3 separate regions of the Sus scrofa genome follow, and regions 1 and 3 are each linked to region 2. The links are chromatin contacts, called in public Hi-C and HiChIP or PLAC-seq maps. All regions are on one chromosome and are shown on one strand. The core of a region is the stretch at or near the end of the contact, and the rest is flanking DNA. Distances in the headings are between cores, read along the strand shown. Region 1 holds the start of FADS1 (fatty acid desaturase 1). Region 2 holds the start of BEST1 (bestrophin-1). Region 3 holds the start of FEN1 (flap endonuclease 1).

Region 1 (4,203 bases), core at 1,437-3,936, 180 kb before region 2:
GAGTATTATATCACGCTTGGCACCGAGTTAAGTGCTCAATAGATAGATAGATAGGTTTCCTATTGAGGATGGCAATGGAAGTGGTGGTGGCCTTGTGAGAACCCCGGCTTCGAAAGCCCTTCAGCCCAGTGACTATGCAGAAGCAGGGCTCTCAAGACTCTCAAGAACTACTAATTAGTTGCCTGTTAACATATCTAGGCCTTCCTTCTACCCTCTGCCCCTCAGCAACCACAGGGTCTCCAAACAGCAAAACAGGGACTCACATTCTTAGTCGGTTCAAAGCTGGGCTGCTCCGGAGACAGTTCTCCAATCAGGAGAGAGCTCATATACTTCCTCACAAGGCCCTGGTTGATGTGGAACGCCACAAAGGGATCCTGCAAGGATGGGGAGAAGGCAGAACAGTGAGGCAGTCCGCCCCTGCCCCCCAGGCCTTCAACTTGTGGAGCGCTCACACCCAAGGCCGTCCTCCTGATCCAGCAGGGACGCTGTACCCAAGTTCAAAAAGACACCGCCCTCCCTTCCCGGCAGCTGCCCTTAGAGGGTATTCAGACCTGCCCCTGCCGTCCACAGCTTAGGATCACCCAGCATCTGTGTTCTCGTAAGAAGGGTACCCCACCAAGGCATAGGCAGCACGGCTAGGGGACCACACAAAGACCTGCCTGAGTTGGTCTTTCCTCTGGATGTCTCATAAAGTGTGATGAAGGCGACTCCCTGTGTCAAACTGCGTTGCTCCCCCTTCCTTCTGCGCTGCTTCCGGTGGGGCTCCATTTTTCCCCTCCCACTCTGAACACCCGCCCGCCCCAGGGTGCTAATTTTGGTTACGCAAGAAGGGGGTCCTCAAAGACTAAAGAAATGGACATCCTGAAAGTCAGACAGCCTCAGGCCCTAAAGGGGAAGCCAGCAGCGAGGAGGGAGCTAGGGCGGAGCCGGCGGCCAGTGGCACCACACATCCGGACCAATCGCGGTCCCGCCACGGCCGGCCCCGGCCCCAAATCACACTGCAGGAAGCCCCGGCGTTGGCTCTATCTACGCATGCGCTAGTCCACACCTTCGCCGCTGCCTGCATTCCCCAGTGGTCACTAGGGAGACAAGCACAAGCTCCGGCCTGCTGCGTCGGAAGGAGGGGCGGGCCCTCACCCGGTTAGGCTCCAACGCGACCTAACGGGAGCCTTAGCGGCCCGAGGCGCGCTCCGGGATGGCAGGGCGAAAGCTGGGGACAGTGTAAGGGGTCACGCCGCTAGGCAAAGGATGGGAAGAAGGATATCGGGAGAGGGGTCTCAGTGAAGCGAACGCTCCAACCTTTGGGTCCCAAGTTCTCCAACCCAGAAGGGAGATGCTAGGCGCTTTAGTTCTGAGAACAGGTTGTCTAGAGAGGGAAGTAGAATGCCGTCTGGGGTGTGCGCTGGCCCAGTGAGGCAGGATGCGGACCCCGCACTGAGCCTCCGGCCCAGGAATGCATTCAGCTGTCCGCTGCCACGAATAGCTGGAGACCCTGGTGGCCTGAAACTGAGTGACCTCCCCACAGAATTCCAGGACCAATCCGGGGCTCCTCGCTCAAGTGTACACTAATGCAGGCCCCCATTTTCAGCCCGCTGCTCTCATTCCTTCCTGTGCACGAGCAGGCACTAGCCCTTTCCGGCCAGTGGCCCCCTCCCCACCCACCCTCTCGTCTTCACCCAGTGAGTGCCAGGTGGCTTCCCATCTCAGCTGTGTCTCTCAGAGCGGTTCCCTTGTTCTTTGTCCTGCTCGCTAGTGTTGTCGGGCACACTCGTTCCAGACGCGGCTGCGGCCCCCTCCCAGCCACCAAGCCAGGTCAGGAATCCCTCTCTTCAGAGTTCCCATCCTGGCTCAGCGGAAACGAATCTGACTGGCATCCATGAGGACGCAGGTTCGATCCCTGCCTGACCTTGCTCAGTGGGTTAAGGATCCAGCGTTGCCCTGAGCTGTGGTGTAGGTCACAGACGGCTAGGATCTGGTGTTGCTATGGCCAGCGGCTACAGCTCCGATTCGACCCCTAGCCTGGGAATCTCCATCTGCTACCAGTGCGGCCTTAAAAAGACTTAAAAAAAAATCCCTCCCTTTGCCGTTGACCCCTCCTCCTTCGGTCTCGGCGGTACAGGAGGCCCCGGGGTCCCGCCTCCCCGCCCCATCCCACCCCAGCCCAGCTCCGGGGCCTGCCCACGCCTCAAAACCGCAGACTCGGGGGCCACATAGTGAGCGTACCGACCCGAGGCTCAGCCCTTTGTTTGGTATGCACGTTGCCGGCCTCCATTCCCACTCCCCAGACTCCATACTCCACTTTTCGCAGGCTCACTCCTGCCCTTGCATCCCATGCCCGCAGCACACCCCATCAATTAGCAACAGGTACGCTCCAGCGCCTCCCGGCTTTTCCTGGAATTAGTGAGTGTTCGGCCTTGACTGCCAAACTTCTTGTCTCGCGCACCGAGTGTCCGGCCCCGGGCGCCGGACCCTGCCTCCTCCCATGCCCAGGTCTGGCAGCGCTCACCGTAGCATCCTGCCCCGCGTAGTGGCTGATGACCCGGGAGCCCCCGGGGTGCCGGCGGGTGAACTTGGTGACGTTGTACACCTTCCGGTCAATCACGAGCCACTGTTCTTTGCCTCTTCCCGTGCGCTGCGCCACCTCCTCCCAGGTGAAGAAGCGCGGGGTCGACCCCTGGACCGGGTTCTCAGGGGCCATTGGGGCCAGGAGATGCCGCGCGCCAGCCGGGCTGGGGCGGTCAGGAGCGCGCACGGGACACGCGGGGCAGCGCGCGCCGGCCTCGCGTGCTCGGGGAGCCGGTCCGCTGGCGCGCACCCTGAGCCCGCGGTCCGCGCGCCGGCTTTTCAGCAACCAAGGCGGTGGGAGCTGAGCCCCGCTGCGCGCGTTCCTATTGGTCCAGCCGCGTGGCGCGGGGAGCGAGTCCCCGCCCTCCGCCGGCCCCGCGCCGGCGGCCGCGGCCGGAGGGTCGGGTTAGGCTGGCGTTGAACGGGGGCGCGCGCCACCTCGCGGGCCCGCAGCCGGGGGCGCAGAGGGATCCTGTTTCCCGACTTGGCGACTTTTGCTCCCAGGGGGCGTCGCGGGCGGAATAACGGTTCCTGTGGAGGCTCTTGGGAGCGGGCCAGGCGGCACCCAGTGCGGGGGCGCCCTGGGCTTCCAGGGTAGGCGTGGGCTCCGCCTGCGGCGAGGGGCAGAGGCCGAGCCGAGTGGGTGGGCGCAGGGCCCGCCTGGCGGCCGGGGAAGCCTGCCAGCCTCGCGAGGTTCGAGGTTGGAGGCTTCAGTGACGGCGTGGTGGACAGGAGGCTGTCCTAGGGGCCTGGTCTTTGGGCTGCTCCCCACCCCCCCGCCAGTCTCCAGACGCCCACCTGCCTGAGAGCCACCTGATGAACTCCCGCTTCCTCGCCATGCCACTCTACCAATTGTGCGGCTGGAATTAACAGTCAGAGAACCCTTGGCAGTTATCTTGTAAAGCAGAATTATGGTTTATTGGGGGTGGGGCGGGGGTGGTTAATGCTTTACTTTGCTCAGTGTAACATTTAAAATGCCCCGCAATTTTCCTATTTGCCTTTTATTGCTTGTTGGTGTTTTATTTCTGTTCTTTTTTCAATTAACTGAGATTCTTAAATAAAAGAAAGTGGCCCCGCATCTCCAGACCTCTGGGAAGCCCTGTGTGAAGAACCTGGGTCTTCTAGCTGAGGCATCGCCACTCCATCCTGGAGGCACCTGGGAGCCATAGGAGACCTTGAAGTAGAGAGATCAGGGCTCAGAGCTCTGAATTTTAGGAAGGGATGAGGAAGCACACAGAGGCTGGGGGACAGTCAAGAAACTGTTGCCTTTGCAAAGAGACTCAGTTTACATGCAAAATTTTATTTATTCAGCAAACCCTTTACAAAGCACTTACTATGTGCCTGGCCTTGTTTTTAGTGTTTTGCAAACATGTAATTTTCATAACAATCCTATGAGGTAAGGACCTCACTTACAGATGGAGAAATTGAACTGCTGAGAGGTTAAGTATTTTTGTCACACAGCCAGTAAGTGGCAGGACGGAGATTAGAACTGATCTGTGCTCTGATTGCTTAGCTCTGCTGTCTCTCCTCTGATTGTACTAGTGGAATTGCGCAGCCAAGGGAAAGGAGGCCAAACTTTATCCTGTGCACTGAGCTAGTCTTTGCCCCTTGGGGTCAGGAAACTAGAAGTATGGCTAG
Region 2 (4,414 bases), core at 1,457-3,956:
CCCGGTGTTCTCCCCAAGGCTATGCTGAATCCTCTCGCCTTGTGCCTTCCGTCTGTGGTTGGGCCGGCTCTGGCCTGTTCTGCACTATTCCATCGTCATTGGCAGGATGGGGTTTGATGAAGCTGAATCTGGGCGTGTCCCAGCCTCTCCCTGATGTCTTCCTGCAGGAGCCAGAGCTCATGTGTTCATTTCTTTGAATGTTGAGTCTATTTGGTCTTGAGGGATCAGACCTGCCTGGTCCCAGGGTAGAGGTGTCGTAGTCTGTCTTGCTTCCTGGCCCCGGGCTGGCACTATTCCTCCCTTCCCCTGTCTGGCTGTGCCAGGACCTCTTCGTTTCTTTCTTGGCCTCTGCCCTGTTTGGACTGTGATTGGCCCAAGAGAGGGGCGTGGGCTGGCAGATGCCCTATAAAGAGCCTGGAGGAAGCATCCAGGCCTGGCTAGCCCACCCCAGGGCCCCCTGCCACTGCCCCTGGCCAAGCTGGATCCCCTCCTTCCTGCCCAGCTGAGGCAGGGCCTGGAAGGGCACAGCGGCAGGCCCTCTGTGATGCTCCTGTTGCCATGGTGATCCCAGATGAGAAGGCCATAGCATTCTGCCTCTGGAACCTCCACCCATCTGTCCAGCTCTGCTCTGCCTGCCCCCGGAGATGGCTCTCAGCTGGGGGACTCGGGAGCACAGGCTCTACTGCTGTCAAAGTCTCTTCTGTGCATTCCCCATCCCTTGGAGATCCCTTCAACCCCAACAGAGACCACTGCCCTAACAGGTAAGAGTCTACGCTCAGAAACTGACCTCCATGGCAGAGGCAGTGATGGGTGGTAGAAAAGGCACAGATTCAGAATCAGAAGACCCAGATTCCAGTTCCGACCTGGCCCTTGGTGGCTGTGTTACCTTGAACAAGGTGGGATTTGAAACTCAGCATCCTCCTTTAGAAAACGTGGATAATAATACCATACTGAACCATCCTTCAATAAGACCTCTGTGACTTTTCATGGGCTGTTCCCCTGATATGTAATGCTCTTCCACCCTTCTCAACTCAAACTCCTACTCATGCTTCAAGACCCAGCCCAAATGCTCCCATCTCTGTACAAGTTTCCCTGGCACAGATATTAGGCCTTGCCCACTCTGTGTTAAATGTTTCCCTGGGTTTTAGTCGACGGTAAATTCTTGGAGGCAAGAATCAGATTAGACTCACCCTGGCATCAGAAATGGTTTTTGACTGACGACGTTGCTAATGGAAAGCAGAGGAGCCCGACCCTGATGGGCTTTGGCCCTATCCTTGCAGAGGTCCATCCTGGGGCGCAAACGTCCAAGCATGGCTTGGGTCGATACGTGTGTGCTGTGGCCTTTCTGTGTGCCTGAGATACGCAGGGCTGGTTGGGGACACTTTCATGGCTGAGACCCAAGGGGAGAGACTTTGGCTTGTGCCTGTCTTTCGCAGTTGGGTGGGGCCAGGAGCAGCCCCTCATGGGGTATCCCTGGGGACATGCCGGGGCATCTGGGAGGCAAGGAGGGCTGGGCTGCACAGTCAGCTGGTCCTGCTGGGAATGTGGCGTGGGGGGCGGGGGTATTGCCAAGGAACCTGCAGATCAGGGAGAGGGAGGGAGGACTCCAGTGTCTCCCCACACCCTCTCATGGCTCTGTAGCTGCTGGTCAGGGTCAAGGAGATGGTGCCATCATCCAGCACCTGCTCCACCATCCAGACTCTGACCAATGATCAGGCTGGTCAAGGGCGCCCCCCAGTGGCCACCTCAGGGGATGCAGGAACCTGACTCCACAAAGGCAGGAGGTCCATTCATTCCAGCTCATACAGAATGAGCCTCCGCAGGCCAAGCGTGGTACCAGACATGTTTCGATTGTATTTTTAAAATATATTTGTTAATCATCTGCCAGATGGGAAGCTCTCTCTTGAGTGTTGGTCCGGGTTGGTGGGGGAAGAGGGGCTGCAAGGATAGGAAAACTCACAGCAGTGACCTCAACCCACACTGTCCGCTAGACTCACCTGGGGAACTTGAAAAAATACCAGTGATAGGGATCCACCCGGACCAGTTGAACCTGGAGAGTGAGGCAGAGGCACCCTCCCTAGATGTTGCCCAGGCAAAGTCAGCAGGCAAAGTTAGCAGGCAGAACTCTGGTTTGGAAAGCTGAATAAAACGTTTTTCCAACCATCCTTCTCACCCGGGTCCCGAGGTGGGTGTTCCATTTCACAGATGAGAAGACTGAGGCTCGGGGCAGGTCGGTTGAGGACAGCGATGGGAAAACATCTCCCCCAGCACAGGCAGTGGGGGATGCAGCAAAAACTCCTAAGACATTCCCTGATCTTAAAGAGACTCCGTTATAACAGTAAGGGTGTGGTTGTTTGCTGCGATTAGAAAAGGACCCGGGGTCGTTGTGAAATAATCTCTTTTTCCAGGCAGCGAATTGTAAAGTTAAAAATGACGAGAGTTCCCGTCGTGGCGCAGAGGTTAAAGAATCCGACTAGGAACCTCGAGGTTGCGGGTTCGATCCCTGGCCTTGCTCAGTGGGTTAAGGATCCGGCGTTGCCGCGAGCTGTGGTGTAGGTCGCAGACGCGGCTCGGATCCCTCGTTGCTGTGGCTCTGGCGTAGGCTGGCAGCTGCAGCTCCGATTAGCCCCCTAGCCTGGAAACCTCCATACGCCGCGGGAGCGGCCCAAGAAATGGCAAAAAGACAAAAAAAAAAAAAAAGATGCTCACGAAAATCACCCGTAATCTCAGCATTATTAATGCTAAGGAGTATGGGGCGGGGGTGGGGGCGGGTGAGTAGAAAAGGGGATTGAAGGAGAGAGGGAGGCGGGAAGAAGGGAGGGGGAGGGAGGAGTGGATTTATTTTAAGGCTCAAGGTCATACTGTAAAGCCGCGCTTCCGGAAAGTGTGGTTCAAAGACCACCGGTATTGTAATCCTCACGGTGCTGTTAGAAACGCAGCATCTCTCAGGTTGCAGAATCAGACGCTGGAGAACGATCCTGGGAAGCTGCATGTTTAATAAACATTCCAAGCCATTCTTCCGGCCACAGAAGACCAAGGGCTACTGCTGTTTCGCTTTCAGTGGCTTAGGAGGGTTCTCACGTATGGATGGAGGTATTAAAATGCATGGAAGCAGCTGCTGGATATTAACCAGCTGCCCTTGGGAACCTGAGCACATATTTCCATCTTGCCCCGGCTGGCTGGGAGCCAGCGGCACAAACACCAGAGCTGCTGTGTCATCGTACACCATGCCCGGCCCCCACACAGCAGCCCACCCCCCGACCCCTTTCTCCTTCCATAGCTCTGAACCAACCTACGAACTGGGCCCTGCCAGCCAATGACAGCCCGAATAACCTATGATGTCATCAGCAGCCAATCAGAGCTCCTCGGGCGTATATGCTGAATTCGGTCATCTTACTGGAGTGCTGGGGTTCTAAAGCAACAGCTTTCTTTTCAGAGAGGGACGCTGAGGCCTAGAGAGGAGCAGAGGCCCACCCAGGGTCACCACACCAGGTGGCAGAACCAGGACTAGAAGCCGGGACTTCTGACGGTGGTCCAGCGTTCCTAGGGGTTCCTACAGTGCCGCCAAAGCCCACAGGGCCCAGGCAGACGCCGCCCTCTCTGGATGGCTCCTGGAATGGGAGATGAGGCCCAAAGCTTCACCCCTTCTCCCCGCAGCTCTTGCTGCAAGATCTCGGGGGTCAGATACAGATACCCCGCCCCCCGACACACTCCTTGGCCCCATCTCTGGAGTTTAGGACCCAGAGGAAATGGCAGGATGGCCCTGAGAGTTGCCCCCAATTCCAGCTCTGGTCTCAGCTCGGCCCCGCTCCCCCCAGGAAGGAATTAGAGGGCCCCGGCTGGACTCGCCTCCCTGCTGCTTACGAGCAGATTATGAGGAGGGGCCAAGACAAGCTCTCCTTTGTGGAGGCCCTGGCTTAGGGAGTCAAGTGACTGCTTAGCATACACGTGGGCAGTGCCAGCCCCTAAGAGTGAGCAGGGGCACTGGCCACAGGACCCCAGAGAGTCCCACAGGGTCTGTGGCCAGACTTTTTGTGGGATCGCCTGACCGGCCTGGAGCCCCATCTGTGAGTAGGGTTGAGCCAGCAGGCTGGGCTGGGAGCGCTGAGGGCCTTTAGGGTGGATGACTGTCTCCGCATCTGTGTACGTGATGGATACACGCAGGTAGCACCTGAGCAGGTGTGCAGGCACCTGTGTATCCATGTAAAGGCCCTGAAGTGGGAATGAATTTAGTGTGAACCGGGCACAGAGACAGGCAGTGTGACTGCCTCAGAGCAGGTGAGGGGGGTGCCAGTCATTGCTTCAGTAAAAAAAAAAAAAAAATTGGCGGGGGGGCACCCCATGGCACACAGAGTTCCCAGGCCAGGGATCAGATCTGAGCTGCAGTGGCAACCTAAGCTGTAGTTGTAACCTA
Region 3 (4,654 bases), core at 359-2,858, 210 kb before region 2:
ACACCAGAGCCACAGCAACGCGGGATCTGAGCCATGTCTGCGACCTACAGAGCTCACGCCAACACCGGATCCTTAACCCACTGATCGAGGCTAGGGATCGAACCTGCAACCTCATGGTTCCTAGTCAGATTTGTTAACCACTGAGCCACGACAGGAACTCCAAAGCTCTTTTTCTTTTTAGCCACACCAGCAGCATGTGGAAGTTCCCGGGCCAGGGGCTGAACTCTCTCTGCAGTGGCAGCAACTCCAGCTTCGCAGCCCGCTCCACTACGGGGGAATTTGTAATTTTGCTTATGGTTTGAGAAGTTTTATGGACCCATGTCTGTAGGTATCAAGCTAAGAATCCTTGCTGGAAGACAGAACTGGACTGGTACCCTGATCTCAACTCCTGCACTAGTAAGGAATCTTGAGATCTACAGGCAAAAGACCTAAGTTATAATTCTGGCTCTAGTGAGTAAACATGAGTCTCAGTAAAGGGATTATAATAATCTCTCTCTCACAAGGTTGATGTATGATTTAAGGCAGATGACAAACGTCACAGCCTCTAACTCACTGCCTGGCATGGAGTAGTTGCTTAATGGCTTTTTGTTTCCTTCCCAAGGTTAGAGAGCAAATTATGAGATAATGCCTGTGAAAGAGGGCTGTAAAACGTAAAGTTCTGCACAAATGTTAACTCCCATTGTCACCCACCGCCCAACGCTTCTAAAATCCAGAACATAACAACTCTAGAGAAGTAAATTGACCCCATTGTTCTAAGAGACACTGGAATTCAATTCAGTAAACATGTATGTCCCCCCACCCCCCCAAATGATAAAGACAATCGCTGCCATTGACTGACCCTCCAATTGCAGGCCCCGTGTTTGGCACTGGGAATACAAAGATGAATAGACATCATCCCAGGGCTAGAGGCACGTCAGCTGGTGGTCACTAGTAGGCGTGGCAGATAACAAAGAAGTACATGACACGTGGCAAAAGGCTGGTACATAGGTTGTGGGAGCTCCCAGGAGAGAGGGGACAAGTGCCCGAGACAGCTGGAAGTGCTTCATCAAGAAGGTGACATTTGCCCAGGGCCGTGTAGGATAAGCACGAGTTCCACAGGGGGGAAAAACTTTCCAGATACACGTCACAGAAATCAAAACTCCAAGGTTTTTAAAATGCACCCCACGCTTCTAAATCGGGAGATCTGAAACCTAGTGAGATCAAAACCACAGCCTACGGAGTCTACGGCAAGGGGCTTCCCTTCCCCGCCCCTCAGCCCAAGCCGAAGGATCCAGGAGCCTCCCGCCCTCTGGACCTCGGGCGCCTGAGGCCTCTGCGAGAGAAACCGGCTGTGGGGCGAGCCCCGAGGGGTCCCCAGAGCCCTGTGGGAAACACCTCTCAATCCTCTCACCATTTTGCCGGGCACAGGGTAAACCGCCGTTCCGCCACCGGAAGAACACGTCGGCAGGAGCAGGCGCGCAGTTCAGCCGGAAGAGGAAGCGCAGCTGCGCGAGTGGCATTGTGGGATTTGTAGTCCTGTGGTGGGGGGCGGCAACGGGATCTGGGGCCGGCGGGGTCCCGGGGTGGAGTGGGAACAAGTGGTGGAGAAGGGTAGGGTCGGGTCGCTGAGCGAGCCTGTTCACCCTGGCTGGAGTCTTTGTCTTGAGAGAAGCAGGCCGAGGGCTCCGGGGCCTGTACTACACTTCCCAGGAGGCTGTGCGCCGCGGTAGGTCATGTGACGGGAGCGCGGGCTTTGGAAGGCGGCGGAGCGAGAGGCTACCCGCGGCTGAGGAGCGAGTTGGGCTGAGGTCGGCCCTGGGCCACACAGGAGCAATCGCCAGCTGCCGAGGCTTCACGTCCCAGAGGCCAGGTGAGACCCGCGGGAAGCGCCTCGAGAGCGGCGGGCCCGCTTTGCGCCGGGTGCTGGAGAAGGCCGGCCGCTGCCGTGCGCCGGACGGAGGGAGCGCGGGATTCGCCATCTGGCGGGCCCGCCACTTTCCGTTGTGAGCCTGGGGCCAGTCGCTGAACCCCCGAGCCTCTTTCTTCATTTGTAGAAGAAGGATAATAACTCCCACCTCCTGGAGTCGTTTTGTATGGTGACTTAGGTGCTGGAGGAGAGACAGTTTTGGAACTGCACTTGTCCAGATTCCTTTCCTTCCTGCCTTTGTCGGCCTCGGTGGTGGGATACTCGGCTAACGAGGCACTGGCTCCTGGGTACACATTCTAGCAAAGCAGATAGGTTGGGGCCTGAACCGAAGGATCGAGTGGGTTCTGGAGGGGGAATTTTTATAGAGCACCTAGCGTTTGTTGGAGGGGTTTTTGTCTGGTACCTCAGTTAACTCTGACAGTAATTCTGCAAGGCAGGCATGGTTCCCATACTTGATAGATGAGAAAACCAAACCTAAATGGCTTAGTAACGTCACAGACTAAGTGACATAATGGTATTACCGAGGTGGTGAGTGCTGGTGCCTGGGTTCAAGGCCACCGCCATTCGCAGGTGAGAACTAGGTGAGACGGACATTGAAGAAAAGGGCTTCAGGATGGTGGGAGGAAGGCACCGCCGAGCAAAAGTGAGACAGGGCGGTCCTTAGACCAGCCTTTCTCTTCGATTCTAAGAGTGTAAAGTTAAGTTGGGAATCAGCATGAAAGATCTTGATGCTGTAAGTCCCTTATGTTTTAGAAAGAACCCTGTGAAGGACGAGTGGGAACAATTAGAAGGCCTAGTGTACTATTTCTTTGAGTGTTGGACACAGTGCCAGTGGTGCCTTCAGCATCCTTTTTATTTTATTTTTTATTTTATTTTATTATTTCTAGGACCACACCCGCAGCACATGGAGGTTCCCAGGCAAGGGGTCAAATCAGAGCTGCAATTGCTGGCCTACACCACAGCCACAGCAATGCCAGATCCGAGCTGTGTCTGCGAACTGCACCACAGCTCACGGCAATGCTGGATCCTTAACCCACTGAGCGAGGCCAGGGATCGAACCCACAACCTCATGGTTCCTAGTCGGATTTGTTTCCTCTGCGCCACCACAGGAACTCCTCAACATCCTTTTTAAAAGTATTGAGTTATAACTGATATAACACAGGTATTATTACTTAAGATGAGTTCTTTTTTTTCAATTTAGTTTTTAGAAGATGGTGTCCACATGAAAAATATTAAGTGAATGAAAGTACAGGTTTTAGTGGGAAGTGGCAGAAAATTGTGAGGGTGGATTAGGCCCGACTGAAGTTTGGGAAATACTTCCGTAGGAAATCTTTTGTTGAGGGGCCTGGACCACAGAAATTCAGTTCTGGGCTGAGGGACTCCAGCATGCAGGCCCCTGCACCGGGACCTGGGGTGGAGTAGGAGCTGTGGAGCTCACAATTCAGACTTAGCAGTGGAGAGAAAATGTGGAAGTGGCAGACTTAAAACAGCATCACGTTAGAGGTGGAAGTGCTGAAGGGTTACTGCAGAGAGATCCAGGTGGTGTTGCAGAAGCCACAGCACTCCCATTCGGATGCTACTTTTGCCAGCTGCTCTGTCCTCCAGAGTAACAGAATAAAGAGGAAACAGAATGTGGATATATGTAAAGAGACCCAGTTTAAGGAACTGGAGTGAAAAGTTGAAAATCACAGGGCAGGTAGGAGTGGCAGCTGCAGTCTTTTCTGGGGAGGCTGCACCCTTGACATGCAAATGTTCCCGGGCCAGGGATTGAACCTGCACCACAGCAGTGACAATGTCGGGTCCTTAACCACGAGGCCACCAGGGAACTCCGATGCTGCAGTCTTGAGGCAGGATTTCTTCATGAAACCTGTTTTTGCTCTTACAGCCTTTCAGCTGATTTTGATGAGGCCTACTCACGTTATGGAGGGCAGGCTCCTGAAAGTCAGCTGACAGAGATGGTGACCACACCCACAAAATACCTTCACGACAAGACCTGCATTAGTGTTTAGTTAAATAACTAGATACTGTGGCCTTGACAGGTTGACACGTCACACTAACAGCACTGTGAGTTGGAGGTGTTTGGTCCCTGGTACAAAGGAGGAACAGATGTGTGGTTCGCTAATGGGCAGGAAGACAGATACTCCCGAGTTTATTTCACCACTTGACATGTTCAGCTGCGTATTTGGGTTGCTTTTTTATCTGTCTCATGTCGATTTTGTCTGACCAGGCTTTGCCTGTCCTTCAGGGCTCAGTTCTGCCGTTGTGATCCCTGGACTCCTCGGGGCCGGGCCAGGCCCTCTGCTCTGGCCTCACTCTAGCCCGATCTGCACTCTGGCCCTGTTGCCGCCTCAGCCACTTGCACTTAACGTCCCTCAGGCACAGCACCAGCATCTTGGTCCTCTCAGCATCCAGTCGAGTGCCCGATATGCAGGAAGCCTTGGTGTTAATGCAGTGGATTTCCTGGGAAGTTTCTTGAGGATGGGAGCCCTGTCTTGTTCTTTTCTTCTGCAGTGCCCACCTGGGTCCTTTTGTTGTGCTAAATTTGTTTAGCGGAAGGCGTGCAGTTGGTGGGATTGCACCCCTGGTAAGCACCCCTTCCTCCTCTTCCTTCCTTTGAGTGCCTCCTGTCTTACTTGCCTTTCTTTTGTAGCCGGCCCTCCTCCGCACTGCTATGGGGATTCAAGGACTGGCCAAACTGATCGCCGACGTGGCCCCTGGGGCCATCCGGGAGAATGACATCAAGAGCTA

The links. A called contact is a pair of places that touch in the nucleus more often than the background predicts. HiChIP or PLAC-seq counts read pairs in DNA pulled down with a chosen protein or histone mark.
Region 1: a Hi-C map of embryonic fibroblasts shows a contact between it and region 2, with 3 times the contacts expected there. The contact joins the promoter of FADS1 here to the promoter of BEST1 in region 2. A contact is called at or near these places in 8 of 47 Hi-C or Micro-C datasets (embryonic fibroblasts, epiblast stem cells, fetal liver and 5 more) and 2 of 2 datasets of contacts at active chromatin or transcription factors (alveolar macrophages and skeletal muscle).
Region 3: an H3K27ac HiChIP or PLAC-seq map of alveolar macrophages shows a contact between it and region 2. The contact joins the promoter of FEN1 here to the promoter of BEST1 in region 2. A contact is called at or near these places in 16 of 47 Hi-C or Micro-C datasets (alveolar macrophages, blood, brain and 11 more) and 2 of 2 datasets of contacts at active chromatin or transcription factors (alveolar macrophages and skeletal muscle).

What each region holds. Positions count from the first base shown.
Region 1 is chr2:9,733,908-9,738,110 of Sscrofa11.1, reverse strand. FADS1 (fatty acid desaturase 1) reads right to left here and starts at 2,686. Exons shown (of 12, transcript NM_001113041.1): 1 at 2,507-2,686; 2 at 264-374. The coding sequence starts at 2,686.
Region 2 is chr2:9,549,267-9,553,680 of Sscrofa11.1, reverse strand. BEST1 (bestrophin-1) reads left to right here and starts at 2,706. Exons shown (of 12, transcript XM_013994220.2): 1 at 2,706-4,414.
Region 3 is chr2:9,753,817-9,758,470 of Sscrofa11.1, reverse strand. FEN1 (flap endonuclease 1) reads left to right here and starts at 1,608. Exons shown (of 2, transcript XM_003122627.5): 1 at 1,608-1,849; 2 at 4,557-4,654. The coding sequence starts at 4,578. It overlaps TMEM258 (transmembrane protein 258), which reads right to left and starts at 1,501. Exons shown (of 4, transcript XM_003122626.6): 1 at 1,391-1,501. The coding sequence starts at 1,393.